2 separate regions of the Zea mays genome follow, and region 2 is linked to region 1. Evidence: chromatin contacts called from public Hi-C data. All regions are on one chromosome and are shown on one strand. The core of a region is the stretch at or near the end of the contact, and the rest is flanking DNA. Distances in the headings are between cores, read along the strand shown.

Region 1 (6,530 bases), core at 2,444-4,943:
CCCTGACTGTAAGTCAAAACAATCAACAGTGTGTGTGTTTGCCCTTTCCTTTGCCTTCTCTAGAAAGGTCTTAGGCTTTGGAGCCCATCTCTCTCCCTCATTCTGCAATCCAACTGCGTGGGTGTGTCTATCATTGAACCATGCCACAAGCTTGTAAAAGGTAAATGTCACTATAGCAGTGACCGGCATACCACGTATGCCCAACAATAATTTGTTGAATGACTCGGCCATGTTACTACACTGGAACTCATATCTCCATCCACCTAAGTCGTGAGCTCTCGTCCACTTCTCCAAATCCGGCATCAATCCATTCAACCAATCTCTACCTTCGGCATTTGTTGCGACTTTGAGCTTTTCTAACTTTTCTCTAAAGAACTTGTCTTCCAGCTGTCGACATGTCTCCTGGAAAAGCTCAAAGTTATCCTTGACACCATCCTTACGCAGAAGATTCTCAGCAAGGTGTCGAGTACACCACCTGTGATGCAAAGGAGGGTACCCATCGATCTGCTCACGGACCGCGTTGAGTATTCCCTGGTGCCGATCTGATATTACACCAACTTCCCGTCCTGGGCCAACCACATGTATCCGGACCAGTCGCAGGAACCAGCCCCAACTGTCTTTGTTCTCTTTCTCTACCAGAGCAAATGCTAGGGGAACTAGCTTGTTGTTTGCATCAACGGATATGGCAATTAGAAGAGTGCCCTGGTACTTGCCGAGAAGAAACGTGCCGTCAATTGAAAAGACAGGACGACAATGCCGGAAGGCATCCACACACTGGGGAAAGCACCAGAACGCACGGAAGAATATCTGTCTCCCATCAATCCATGCATTTGGTTTAGGGATGTACTCATAATGCATGCCTGGATTGACCGCCTTCATTGCATTTAAAAGAACAGGTAGCTGCTCGTACCCAGACTCCCAGTCCCCATATATCATCTTCCACGCACACTGCTTAGCCCTCCAAGCTTTACCATATGTTATCTTGTACCCATCAAACACATTCTCCACGATCCTCATGATTGTCCTAACCTTCATATTTGGTTCCGACTGCAGTATTCCCATAAGTCGCTTCCCAATGAGGGTTGATGTCAATTGGCGATGTTTCATCGTTAACTCATGTTCAGCACATGTGTGTGGCCCCACTACTTTTGTTATCTTCCACTTTGCGGTGATCTTTTGTATCCTAGCACAAACCCTCCATGAACAGTTATCCTTGTCGCATACAACCGTGTAACGACGTTTCTCGTACGAATGAAGTACTCTATACGGCCTCTTACGTAAGACTGCATAATGCTGCAACCACCTCTTCAAGGCAGTTAGGTCCTTGAAGACCCTACCCTTTTCAATCATCATGCTAGGACCGGCCTCAGGAGCGTCAAGCAGCTCATCATCCCTGCCCTCTGCATTTGCCTGATGAGAAAGACTAAGATCGCTGAACTCATGCACTCTAGGATCCCGACCGTCTGGAAAAACACGTTGCAACATCTCAATGTCACTCTCTGTGAGTTCACCAACCGGGCGATCATCATCTGAATCGGCAGCCATAGCAAAGTCATATGGCTCCTCTTCATTCCTAAACTCAGGACTGTTGGAGGCAATAAAACCATCACCGAAGCAGCCACGTGCCTCAGTCTGAGGATCAACCACAAGAGTAGGAGTCTCTCCTGCAACATGTACAAGATGATCAGTCCCACGTCAAATGGAATGAGCAAAGTGCTCATGGTCCAAAATGAAGATGTAATGCCAATAAGACTTACTGCAATTGGTTTGTGCCAAAGGGATACACGCAGCTAAATCTGTCTGCAGACCATCTCCTGGCTGACTTAATGGGATCAAATTGGGGCCAGATTGAGCATCAGGAACAGTTGGCACGTCATCGATAGCACGATCAAAATCTTCAGGGGGACGGTCTACTACAACCGGACGCACCACAACCTCCATGAGTTGCAAATGGGTCTTCATAGCCGAAGTAATATAATTATCCCAATCCAGTTGACAATCAATTGGGATGACTCGTCTTATGACATTTGGTGGATGACCGATATTAAGCACTCCGTCAACCGCAATGTCATCAGCTTGATGGAAACCTAACTTTTGTTTAGCCTTTGTAAACACATCTCTCAAGGAGGGTCTACCATCGAATAGTACCGGCACGTGTCGCATGTCAATGAACTTGGCATTTCCATACGGATCTTGTTCCACATTGCCTCCATGATACAAGCTCAAAAAATTGTCCATCTATTTGAAACACCAATTAAACATTCAATATAAACTGTGGATGGTTATTACCTAACCACAAACCACTAATTTGTACCTAAATAAGTACAAATATAACCACCACCCACTAATATACTAACCACATTATAAAATACTCATATATAATAATTGCAAATTTTGACAGCACCTCCCCTGCACGGGTAGGATAAAAAACATGCACATTTGACTCACATTCATAATATTCAATCAAATTAGCATTTATCACATTATAAAATACTCATATATAATAATTGCAAATTTTGACAGCACCTCCCCTGCACGGGGAGGATAAAAAACATGCACATTTGACTCACATTCATAATATTCAATCAAATTAGCATTTATCACAATAACTAACATTCATCACATTCAAAAAACCACAAATTATAGCAAAACAATTTAACATAATTAACACAAAATGCTTGCACAATAAACAAAAACCATATAAAATTTACCTAAACGGTCGGGGATGAACGTCGACGACGCGGGCGAGGAGCGAGCGCGACCGAGGAGCGCGCCCGGAACGGGTCGACGGCCGTGCGGCGGCGGTGGGAGGCGTCCGGCCGTGTCGGGGCGGCGGCGCGGTCAGGGCTGGCGGGGCTGCTGGGGGGCGGGCGTGGCGGGGCTGCCGGGGGGCGGGCGTGGCGTGTCCGGGCGGCGCCGGTCGGGGGAGGAGCGGCGCCGGGCGGGGCGGCGGGGGCGCTTGCGGGGCGGTGGCGTGCGGGTGTGGGCGTGGCGGCCGGTGACGGGGAGGAGCGGCGCCGGCCGGGTGTGGGCGTGGCGTCGCCGGCCGGGGAGGAGCGGCGCCGACCGGGTGCGGGCGGGGCGTCGCCGGCCGGGGAGGAGCGGCGCCGGGCGGGGACGGGCTTGGCGTCGCCGGCCGGTGGAGGAGCGGCGCCGGCCGGGGGCGGGCGGGGCGGCGGCGGCCGGTGACGGGCGGGGCGGCGCCGGCCGGTGGTGGAGCGCCGCCGGGGAGTAGCGCGGGCCGGGGAAGGAGCAGCGCCGGCGCGGGGTCTGTGCGGCGGCGGTGAGTTCAATTTTTTTTGCACAGAAGGTCGACAGAGGTTGAATACAGGGGGTCGGCGCCAAGATCTATGGCGCCGACCCCCCGGACACGTGTTGAGCCGCCGACACGGGGGTCGGCGCCGTAGATCTTGGCGCCGACCCCCTGACACGTCACTGCCAGCCAACCGCCACGTCTGACGTATAAGCGCCAATAGTATTGGCGCCGGCACATGGAAGCTCGGCGCCAATGATGACGGCGCCGAGATAAGGGTCCATTTTTTGAAATGAAACTGTCAGGGGCGTATTTGTGGGAAAAAAACCCGAAAAGGGCCAATTTGCAAAAAAGTTGGGACGGCTGTCACGTCGCGTGGGCTCGGTGGCTTCGCGCCGTTCCTCGTTAATCTGGAACAGGACGGAACACCTCTGCGGTCCTGCCTCTGCTTCTCCCCACGCCACCGAGGCAGTCCAGGCCAGGACAGGGTGCCACAAAACCAAAACCAAACCCCACCACCACTCCGCACGAGATCATTTCGCCAGCTCATCGCCACCGCCCTCCTCCGCTCCCGCGTCTCCTTCCCCTCGTCGTCGTCGGGTTGGTGGGTCCACCTCTCGCCGTGCCCCGCCGTCGACCCGCCTCAGGTAAACCCCTCTGCTCTCTCTCTCTCCGTCTCGCGCGGCGGGGTTGTTCCGCGGGGGCGCTGGTGTGCTCCGGCTGGCTGCGGTGTGCTGCCGATAGGTTTTGGCGCCTGGGCGCCGTGCTGGTCTCCGCTTGGGGTGGCGGCGGCCTGGCGGGTGGAAGCCGGGGCGGCGTGGGTGAAGTTGTTCTCTGATGCGATGTCTCGAGGGTCTGGATGACTCAATTACGGCCCGATGCAGTTTTTTCTTGAGTTTCAAGGTTCGCGGCTTGAGCCCGGGACGGGGACGAGCAGCCGTGCTTGGTGTAAACGTGTGGTGCGGTGACTCTATTCGTGGCGATTTGCGTTGCCATGGTACTTCTGTCGATGATAGAGATACGGAAAGTATGATATTAGCACTCTGGCTTATAAAATGCGGTCTGATATGGTTGTACATGGGTATCCACGTTAGTTATTTATCGTTATACATGATTGATGGTTCTGTTTATTGATTTCGACACGGAGTATAATTTTTTTTTTATCTCGTGATAGTTATGTGATCACCAAATATAAGGAATTCAACGGTATAGATTTTGCAGCTGGTCATAGTAGTTCACTGGAACCAGGATTGGTTGCCAGCTGCCAGCTGCCAGCCTAGAGCTCTTATGTTTTGGTCAGTGGAACTAACATTTTCCTTATGAGGCTTGGGAGCACTGTTTTCTCGTTTGCATGTCCACATGTAGATGAAGTGACACTTTTTAGTCAAAATTGGTGTATTATGGCTAACTTGTTCTCTTTCGCATCGATGGCATAGAATCAAAGATAAGTCAAAGGAAAGGTCGGTATGCGCCGGTGGTTTTGCTGCACGAGGTTTAATGCTTCATATCGTGAACATGAAAATGAACGTCCCATCACTCCAGAGGAGAAAGAAGGTACTGCACTACTGACTTCTTCCTTCTTGGGCCTTTTCTATCCTTCTCACGTTAAAGTGTCGATCTTCAACGATTGGTACAAGTCCTGAACTTCAATGGTTGATACAAGTCCTATGTTCTTAGAAGATTGAAAGGGTTTTAAAATTCCTTTTGAAACTGAATTTGCCTGACCTTTTAAAAGATAACGAGTACATGACCAAAATATGATTTTCTGTTTCAAGGGAAAACACTGGTAAGAAACTGGCACCGTCCTCTTTGTTGCAAAACAATGTATATAAGCAAATCAGATTGATCTTGCAAATTGAACTGTGTCATAGACTAGCTCATTACCGGTAGGTGTAATATATTGTTTTCATCGATTATGATTTTTTTTAAAAGGATGTGTTATTGCTCTGCTGCTGGTCTGTTTGCCTGCTGTGTTACTAAAGTTATTTATCATTATGTTTCTATCAGGAAATGGTTTTTCTGTTAAAAGTGATCCCATCAAGGCACCACCTTCCATTGAAGTCCCTGAATTATCATTTGAAGAATTGAAAGAAAAGACCGACAATTTTGGTTCAAAGGCTTTGATTGGTGAGGGGTCATATGGAAGAGTATATTATGCTATTCTGGACAGCGGAAAACATGTTGCTGTTAAAAAGCTTGACGCTTCAACAGACCCTGAACTTGATAATGAGTTTTTGACACAGGTATGGTTTTGTAGTTATGTTCATGTCTTACCAGTTGTGTTCTGTACTGTTTGTCCATCCATATTAAGCTTTTATTATTTACCATATATTCTGTCCTTCCTTTCCGTGTAGGTATCCATTGCCTCAAAACTAAAACATGATAATTTTGTGGAGATGCTTGGATATTGTGTGGAAGGAAATCAGCGTCTAGTGGTCTATGAATTTGCGACAATGGGTTCTCTGCATGATATCTTGCATGGTATGAATGCTACTGTATCACAGTAAATGCATATAAACCCTATAATATTACTTGTACTTTGAAGGTTTTTAAGTTGATGCCTGTTTCTTTCGTACCACATCATGCTCCACAAATTCACTGCAATAATGACCTGATCTGTTTTGCTTTCACCCTTTTTCGTATGAAAGGAAGAAAGGGTGTTCCAGGTGCACAGCCTGGCCCAGCACTTGATTGGATGCAGCGGGTTAAGATTGCTATTGATGCTGCTAAAGGGCTAGAGTATCTTCATGAAAAGGTGCAGCCTTCAATAGTCCACCGGGACATACGGTCTAGCAATATTCTTCTGTTTGAGGACTACAGAGCGAAAATTGCAGATTTCAATCTTTCGAATCAGTCTCCAGATATGGCTGCTCGTTTGCATTCTACTCGTGTCCTTGGAACCTTCGGCTACCATGCTCCCGAGTAATTATTCAACTCAAATCCTTGATCATGATTTCAGCTTCATGATTGATTATACCAACAATCAACTTAAACTAAATTTTTCTTTGTTTAAAATGCAGGTATGCCATGACTGGCCAGCTAACTCAGAAGAGTGATGTATATAGCTTTGGGGTTGTTCTTTTAGAGCTTCTAACAGGAAGGAAACCAGTAGATCATACAATGCCTAGAGGTCAGCAGAGTCTGGTTACATGGGTAAGCATTTTGTTCCTGAGTCCCAACAAGCCTATTATTCAACTTAAGAATTTCAGCTGGTTGCCCGTGCTTTGCTATGATTTTTATATATCATATAAATATGTATTGAGATATTTATTCAAAT
Region 2 (6,782 bases), core at 3,042-5,541, 230 kb after region 1:
AGAAGCACCTCACGCCCCTCCGACTCAAGTTCGAGCGACGATTCAAAGGAATCATCCCGTCGATCAGATATTGGGTGATATAAGCAAGGGAGTAACTACTCGCTCTAGATTAGTTAATTTTTGTGAGCATTACTCTTTTATATCTTCTATTGAGCCTTTCAGGGTAGAAGAGGCCTTGCTAGATCCAGACTGGGTGTTGGCCATGCAGGAGGAGCTCAACAATTTCAAGAGAAATGAAGTTTGGACGCTGGTGCCACGTCCCAAGCAAAACGTTGTGGGAACCAAGTGGGTGTTCCGCAACAAACAAGACGAGCACGGGGTGGTGACAAGGAACAAGGCTCGACTTGTGGCAAAAGGTTATGCCCAAGTCGCAGGTTTGGACTTTGAGGAGACTTTGGCTCCTGTGGCTAGGCTAGAGTCGATTCGTATTTTGTTAGTCTATGCCGCTCACCATTCTTTCAGGTTGTTCCAAATGGACGTGAAGAGCGCTTTCCTCAATGGGCCAATCAAGGAGGATGTGTACGTGGAGCAACCCCTGGCTTCGAGGATGAACGGTACCCCGACCACGTGTGTAAGCTCTCTAAGGCGCTCTATGGACTTAAGCAAGCCCCAAGAGCATGGTATGAATGCCTTAGAGACTTCTTAATTGCTAATGCTTTCAAGGTTGGGAAAGTCGATCCAACTCTTTTCACTAAGACATGTGATGGTGACTTATTTGTGTGCCAAATTTATGTCAATGACATAATATTTGGTTCTACTAACCAAAAGTCTTGTGAAGAGTTTAGCAGGGTGATGACGCAGAAATTCGAGATGTCGATGATGGGCAAGTTGAACTTCCTTGAGTTCCAAGTGAAGCAACTCAAGGATGACACCTTCATCTTTCAAACGAAGTATACGCAAGACTTGCTCAGGCGGTTTGGGATGAAGGACGTCAAGCCCGCAAAGACTCCCATGGGAACTGACGGACAAGTCGACCTCAACAAAGGAGGTAGGTCCATTGATCAAAAAGCATATCGGTCTATGATAGGTTCCTTGCTTTACTTATGTGCTAGTAGACCAGATATTATGCTTAGTGTATGCATGTGTGCTAGATTTCAATCCGATCCAAGTGAGTGTCACTTAGTGGTCGTGAAGCGAATTCTTAGATATTTAGTCGCTACGCCTTGCTTCGGGATCTGGTATCCAAAGGGGTCTACCTTTGACTTGATTGGATATTCAGACTCCGACTATGCTGGATGTAAGGTTGATAGGAAGAGTACATCGGGGACATGCCAATTCTTAGGAAGGTCCCTGGTGTCATGGAGTTCTAAGAAACAAACTTCCGTTGCCCTATCCACCGCTGAGGCCGAGTACGTTGCCGCAGGACAATGTTGCACACAACTACTTTGGATGAGGCAAAACCTCCAGGACTTTGGCTATAATCTGAGCAAAGTCCCACTCCTATGTGACAATGAGAGTGCTATCCGCATGGCAGACAATCCTGTTCAACACAGCCGCACAAAGCACATAGACATCCGACATCACTTTTTGAGAGACCACCAGCAAAAGGGAGATATCGAAGTGTTTTATGTTAGCACCGAGAACCAGCTAGCCGATATCTTTACCAAGCCTTTAGATGAGAAGACCTTTTGCAGGCTGCGTAGTGAGCAATGTCTTAGATTCGCGTAACTTGGATTGATTTATAGCATACATGTGTTTTATGCATTTGATCATGTTCCTTTATGCATTTTGTTGTTTAAATTATGGTGATCAAGTTGTACAACGCAATCCCCGGATCTCAAGTCCATGTGTGAGTGATGCACACATTTAGGGGGAGATGTGCTACAACTTGATCCCTTGAGACTAACCACGCGCTTAAGTTTTCTTAAATTAGTCTCAAAGATATATTGAAAGGGAAAGGTGGACTTGGACCATGAAAGACTTCCACTACACTCCGATGAGAGAGTAACTTACTCCAAGTTCATCTCCATACTCTTATTGCCTTTTATTCTTATTTGAAGATTTTGGTGAGGCAATGGGGTTTAAGGGCCAAAAATGATCCCATTTTGGTGCTTAATGCCAAAGGGGGAGAAATTAAGGCCAAAGCAAGCAAATGGATCAGCTACCACTTGAGAATTTTGAAAATAGTAGAGTTAGAACTTTTGTGTTGTCAAAATACTCCAAGTGTCTTTTTTTATCAAAAGTTGGTCTCTTGCGGGGAGATTATTTGATTATGGGAAAAGGGGGATTTTTTGAATCTTTGATCAATTTCTCTTGGAATACCCTTCTCTATGCCTCAACACGTGAATTTGACTTAGAGATAGGAAATTGAGTTTAATTTGCAAAAACAAACCAAGTGGTGGCAAAGAATGATCCAAATATGCCAAATTTGAATAAAAAACAAATTCTTGTTCTCATTTGCATTGATGTTGCACTTCTATATGTTGCTTTTTGTTGTGTTGGCATAAATCACCAAAAAGGGGGGAGATTGAAAGGGAAATGTGCACTTGGGCTATTTCTAAGTATTTTGGTGATTAAGTGTCCAACACAAATGGTGATGTGTTAAACTATGCAAAATGGTGGACAAAGTGCAAATCAATACAAAGATATGATTATAGACTTAGTACATTGGTTTTTGTGTACTAACATATTTGTCTAAGTGCTAGAATCAGAGAAAAGACAAATAGAAAAGACTTGGCTCGAGCAGCCAAGACTCTGCTCAGTCTGGGTGCACCAGACTGTCCGGTGGTGTCCGGTGCGCCAGGCTGGCTCTGGTAAAAAGGCCGCTCTCGGGAATTGAACGACGGCGTACGGCTATAAATCACCGGACTGTCCGGTGGTGCACCGGACTGTCCGGTGAGCCAACGGTCGGCCGCGCAATCCGCGCATGACGCGTGGCCGGGCCAACGGTCTGAAGGGGGCACCGGACTGTCCGGTGTGCACCGGACAGTGTCCGGTGCGCCAACGGCTCCAAATCGCCAACGGTCGGCTGCGCCAGAACAGGAAAGAAATCTGCACCGGACAGTGTCCGGTGCACCAGTCGACAGAAGACAAGATTTGCCTTTCTGGATTGCTCCCAACGGCTCCTAGCTGCCTTGGGGCTATAAAAGGGGCCCCTAGGCGCATGAAGGAGAACACCAAGCATACTTTGAGCATTCTTGATCATTCACACTTCGTCTTTGCACCCTCGTTCGACATTCTTAGTGATTTGAGCTCTGTTCTAGTGAGAACTTTGTGATATTCATTTGAGCTCAAGTATTGGCCGTGTGTGTGTGCGTATTGCTGTGGACTTGTGTGTGTTGCTCATCTCGTCCTTACTTCCGTGTTCATTTGTGATCATCTTTTGTAAGGGCGAGAGACTCCAAGTTGTGGAGATTCCTCACAAACGGGATATAGTGAAAGGAAGAGAAACACTGTGGTATTCAAGTGGATCTTTGGATCACTTGAGAGGGGTTGATTGCAACCCTCGTCCGTTGGGACGTCACAACGAGGAGTAGACAAGTGTTGAACTTGACCGAACCACGGGATAAACCACTGTGCCTCTCTGTGTTGATATCTTTGTGGTTATTGTGTTTTGCAAGAACTCCTCTCTAGCCACTTGGCTTTATTGCTCTAACACTTAATCAAGTTTGTGGCTTTAAGTTTTAAGTTTTTACAGGATCACCTATTCACCTCCTCTAGGTGCTCTCAACTCTCTCCTTTCATTTTTTTTACCTAGAATAAATCCAAGTAATCTCCCTTTCGGATCAATTCCTGGTGTAAAACAAACTAATGATTAGGAATGGGTGACCACTCGGTCCTGGCCTAGCTTGTTTACTAGCCTGACTCGTATCTGGATTCGTCGAACGGGCTCTAAGGGAGACGAGGCCATGATCTGAAAATAGAGGGAAATAAATTAAATTAGAAGAAGTGTTACAAGTTTTTTTTTTTTTTTGCATCACTCAGTCCTAACCTCGCTTGTTTACTAGCCTGACTCAGATCTCAAATTGCCGAACGGGGTCTAAGGGAGGCGAAGCCATGATCTGAAAATAGAGGGGAATAAATTAAATTAGGAGAATTGTTAGCAGTATTTTTTTGCATCATTTATATGAAAATTAGCTAAAAAACTAACAGCACCTACGACATCGCCCCTGCTAAGGGAGCCGGTTGGACGACTTGGACCCACCCTCGAAGCCACTCTACCCGTCCAATGATGATACGTGGAAGCTGGAGCGGCAACTCTCACTCTCTCAGTCAAAAAGCCTGTTCCGTATAGAATACAGTCAGGACCCTCGCAAGTACTGACCAGCCAGTCCGGGTCTTTCGCCGCGGCCAACTCCTCGTGACGTCGCCCCGGACGGCCCCGATCCACCAGGTCCCATGTTGGACGGCGGATCTCGTCCCCCTGCGCTCTCCGCACACCCACCGTTTTCCTTTTCCGCCCCAGGCACCCTGCACGATCGCGCCTTGCCTTCCATTTTCCTGCCATCGTCGGAAGTCGGAACGGCGGCCGCCCAGAAAACCCCAACTCCCGCGGCGCAAAACCCTAGTAGAGGTTGCGCGGGACACTGCTGTGGTTCCGGTGATGGAGGGGGAAGGCGACGCCAGTGGTAGCGATGAGGTGGTGCAGCTGGAGGACGCGGTGGAGCTGCTGGTGGAGCACCTCGTGGTGCCGGTGCTGCCGCGCGGCCAGGTAGACCGGGAGGAGGCCCTGTCGCCTGAGGCTCAGGAGGCTGTGGCGCGTCAGGTGAGGAAGCTCGTGCTTGACACATTGCCCTTTTTTCGCGAGTTGTGATGATTGTGAGTGACGCGGTTGCGATGGGGTTTTCTGGAGGGTCGATCCGGGTTTTGGAACGGAGCATGTCGCTTGCGCCTCCTCCCCGTGCGATTCGTTCCTGGGGCGGATTTGGGTCGCCCGGCTTGCTACTAGCTTGCGAGCATTCGGAACTCGCGGCTTCTACAGGCTGATCCATCACATTATTCCGCTTAGTGTTGATCACGCACTTCTTCTTTTTTTCAACCGTCGAGCTACGGCTTTCCTCGCGGCGCCATCACGGAGCTCGCGGCTTATTTGTTTTGTGCTTGGGGGCTTTCGGAATTCGCTTTTGTTCTTCCAGTAACCTCGTCGTCGACGTCGACTTACCTCACTACGCCGTCATGGATATGGTTTGTTGTTGCGCAGGTCCACGCGACGGTTCTCCTGTACAACTACTACCACCGGAAGCAGTTCCCGCAGCTCGAGTTTGCCAACCCCGAACGGTTCTCCATGTCTGCCTCCCTCAGCGTCACCAACAAAAATCTGCTCATGTACCTGAACCAGGCGCAGAACCGCCTCGGCAACGGAGTGGGGGCCGGGCTCTCGGTCACTGACAAGGCAATCGTCGACGCCTGCGACATCGCTGAGGCGCTCGACCCCACGAAGGACTCCCCCGAGATGACCACGTGGCCGATCTCCAAGGTCGCTGTTCTGCTTCTCAATCGGACAAAGAAAGAGTGCGTGCTCGAGCATGGCTCCGAAACCAAGGGCGTCTGGTCGATGTTTGAGAAAGAGATCACGACGGCATTGGGTGGTTCGCTCAGCAGTGACATGCCAGTGCAGGGGTCGAGTAATAAATCCGTGGGACTTCCTTCGGAACCGTACGTGCTTCAGCAGATTGCATATTCAGAGGTGGAACTCAAAACAGGTTGGTGCTATACACTTGTACGTTATTCCTTTTTTTATAACTACTAGAGCAGTTAGATGTAGCCTTGTGGCTAGTGGCTACACGTCCATGACTTAATTTGTAGTAGGATTTTAGTTTTTTTTTTGACTGTCAAGAGGGGAGAACATCCCCACCACCTGAATTGAATTTTACTTCACCCACAAGCACAGGGGGCACAAATATAGTCACTTTGTGGAGTTAGGCTAGCTGGTGTGTTTTGGGTCCTCTCATTTAATTTGATTATGTACAAGTTGTTTGTTACTGAAACCTGACTTATTAATATGGTCCTGCGTCCACTGACATATAACATATTAGGGGCGCGATTGGTTGCATGTACGAGGCTCAACCAGCCTCGCCAGATGCGACATACACGTGATTGCTCCGTGCAAAAGCCATCCCTTGGCATGGCTCGCCCCGCGTGATTTGTTTTTTGGCGTTTTGATGGCCGCACGCACGGGCGAACGCGCGGGAGTGTTTCCTTGAAGACTGGCTGTATTTTTCGTGCATTTGTTTGTACATGCATCAAACCAAACAGCAACTTTGCTGGGCCAGGTTGCCCCGCATGAAAAAAAATGTTTACACGCAAGCAACCAAACATAACCCTCCTGCATTCATGGAGCATGGCTGGTGAGGCCTGGATGCCTAGAGGGAGCCAAGCTTGGCCGGGAAGCGAACCCAATCGCGTCCTAGAGTGATTATGTACATGAGCTGATGGCAATCAACGTTCTTCTCAAAATTACACATGTTTGTGTGCTCGATACACAAGTTGCTTCGTAAGCGAAATTGTGCGCTTGATTTTATTGATTCTGCAAATTTTATGCTTGTGCACCTATCTTTTGTATGTCTTAATAGGTATGTCTCACACACTTTTGTTTTAATAGGTATGAAGCATACAAATTTGCGCTTTATCGAAGAACATCGGGTGTACTCACTGAGTAAGAAGGGGACAGCTACCATGTTGTTCCTTCTGCACTATGATCAGACTGTCGATAGCAAGCTTAAGGAAATGCCTTTAGATGCCCTGATCGAAAGGTTTGCTTTTCCACTATGCCTACTCTGTACCATTGCACGTTGCAGACCTAGTCAAATAAGTACAGTATATACTGCATATCTTAGATTGAT

What was found. Hi-C and Micro-C count contacts between places; a contact is called where the count stands out from the background.
Region 2: a Hi-C map of ear shows a contact between it and region 1, with 2.2 times the contacts expected there. The contact joins the promoter of LOC103633013 here to the promoter of LOC542189 in region 1. A contact is called at or near these places in 2 of 25 Hi-C or Micro-C datasets (ear and leaf).

The regions. Positions count from the first base shown.
Region 1 is chr7:144,872,222-144,878,751 of Zm-B73-REFERENCE-NAM-5.0, forward strand. LOC542189 (salt-inducible putative protein serine/threonine/tyrosine kinase) reads left to right here and starts at 3,694. Exons shown (of 8, transcript NM_001111803.2): 1 at 3,694-3,900; 2 at 4,690-4,807; 3 at 5,261-5,496; 4 at 5,608-5,734; 5 at 5,902-6,175; 6 at 6,274-6,406. The coding sequence starts at 4,720.
Region 2 is chr7:145,103,154-145,109,935 of Zm-B73-REFERENCE-NAM-5.0, forward strand. LOC103633013 (Aleurone layer morphogenesis protein) reads left to right here and starts at 4,292. Exons shown (of 12, transcript XM_008654706.3): 1 at 4,292-4,705; 2 at 5,141-5,642; 3 at 6,542-6,692. The coding sequence starts at 4,544.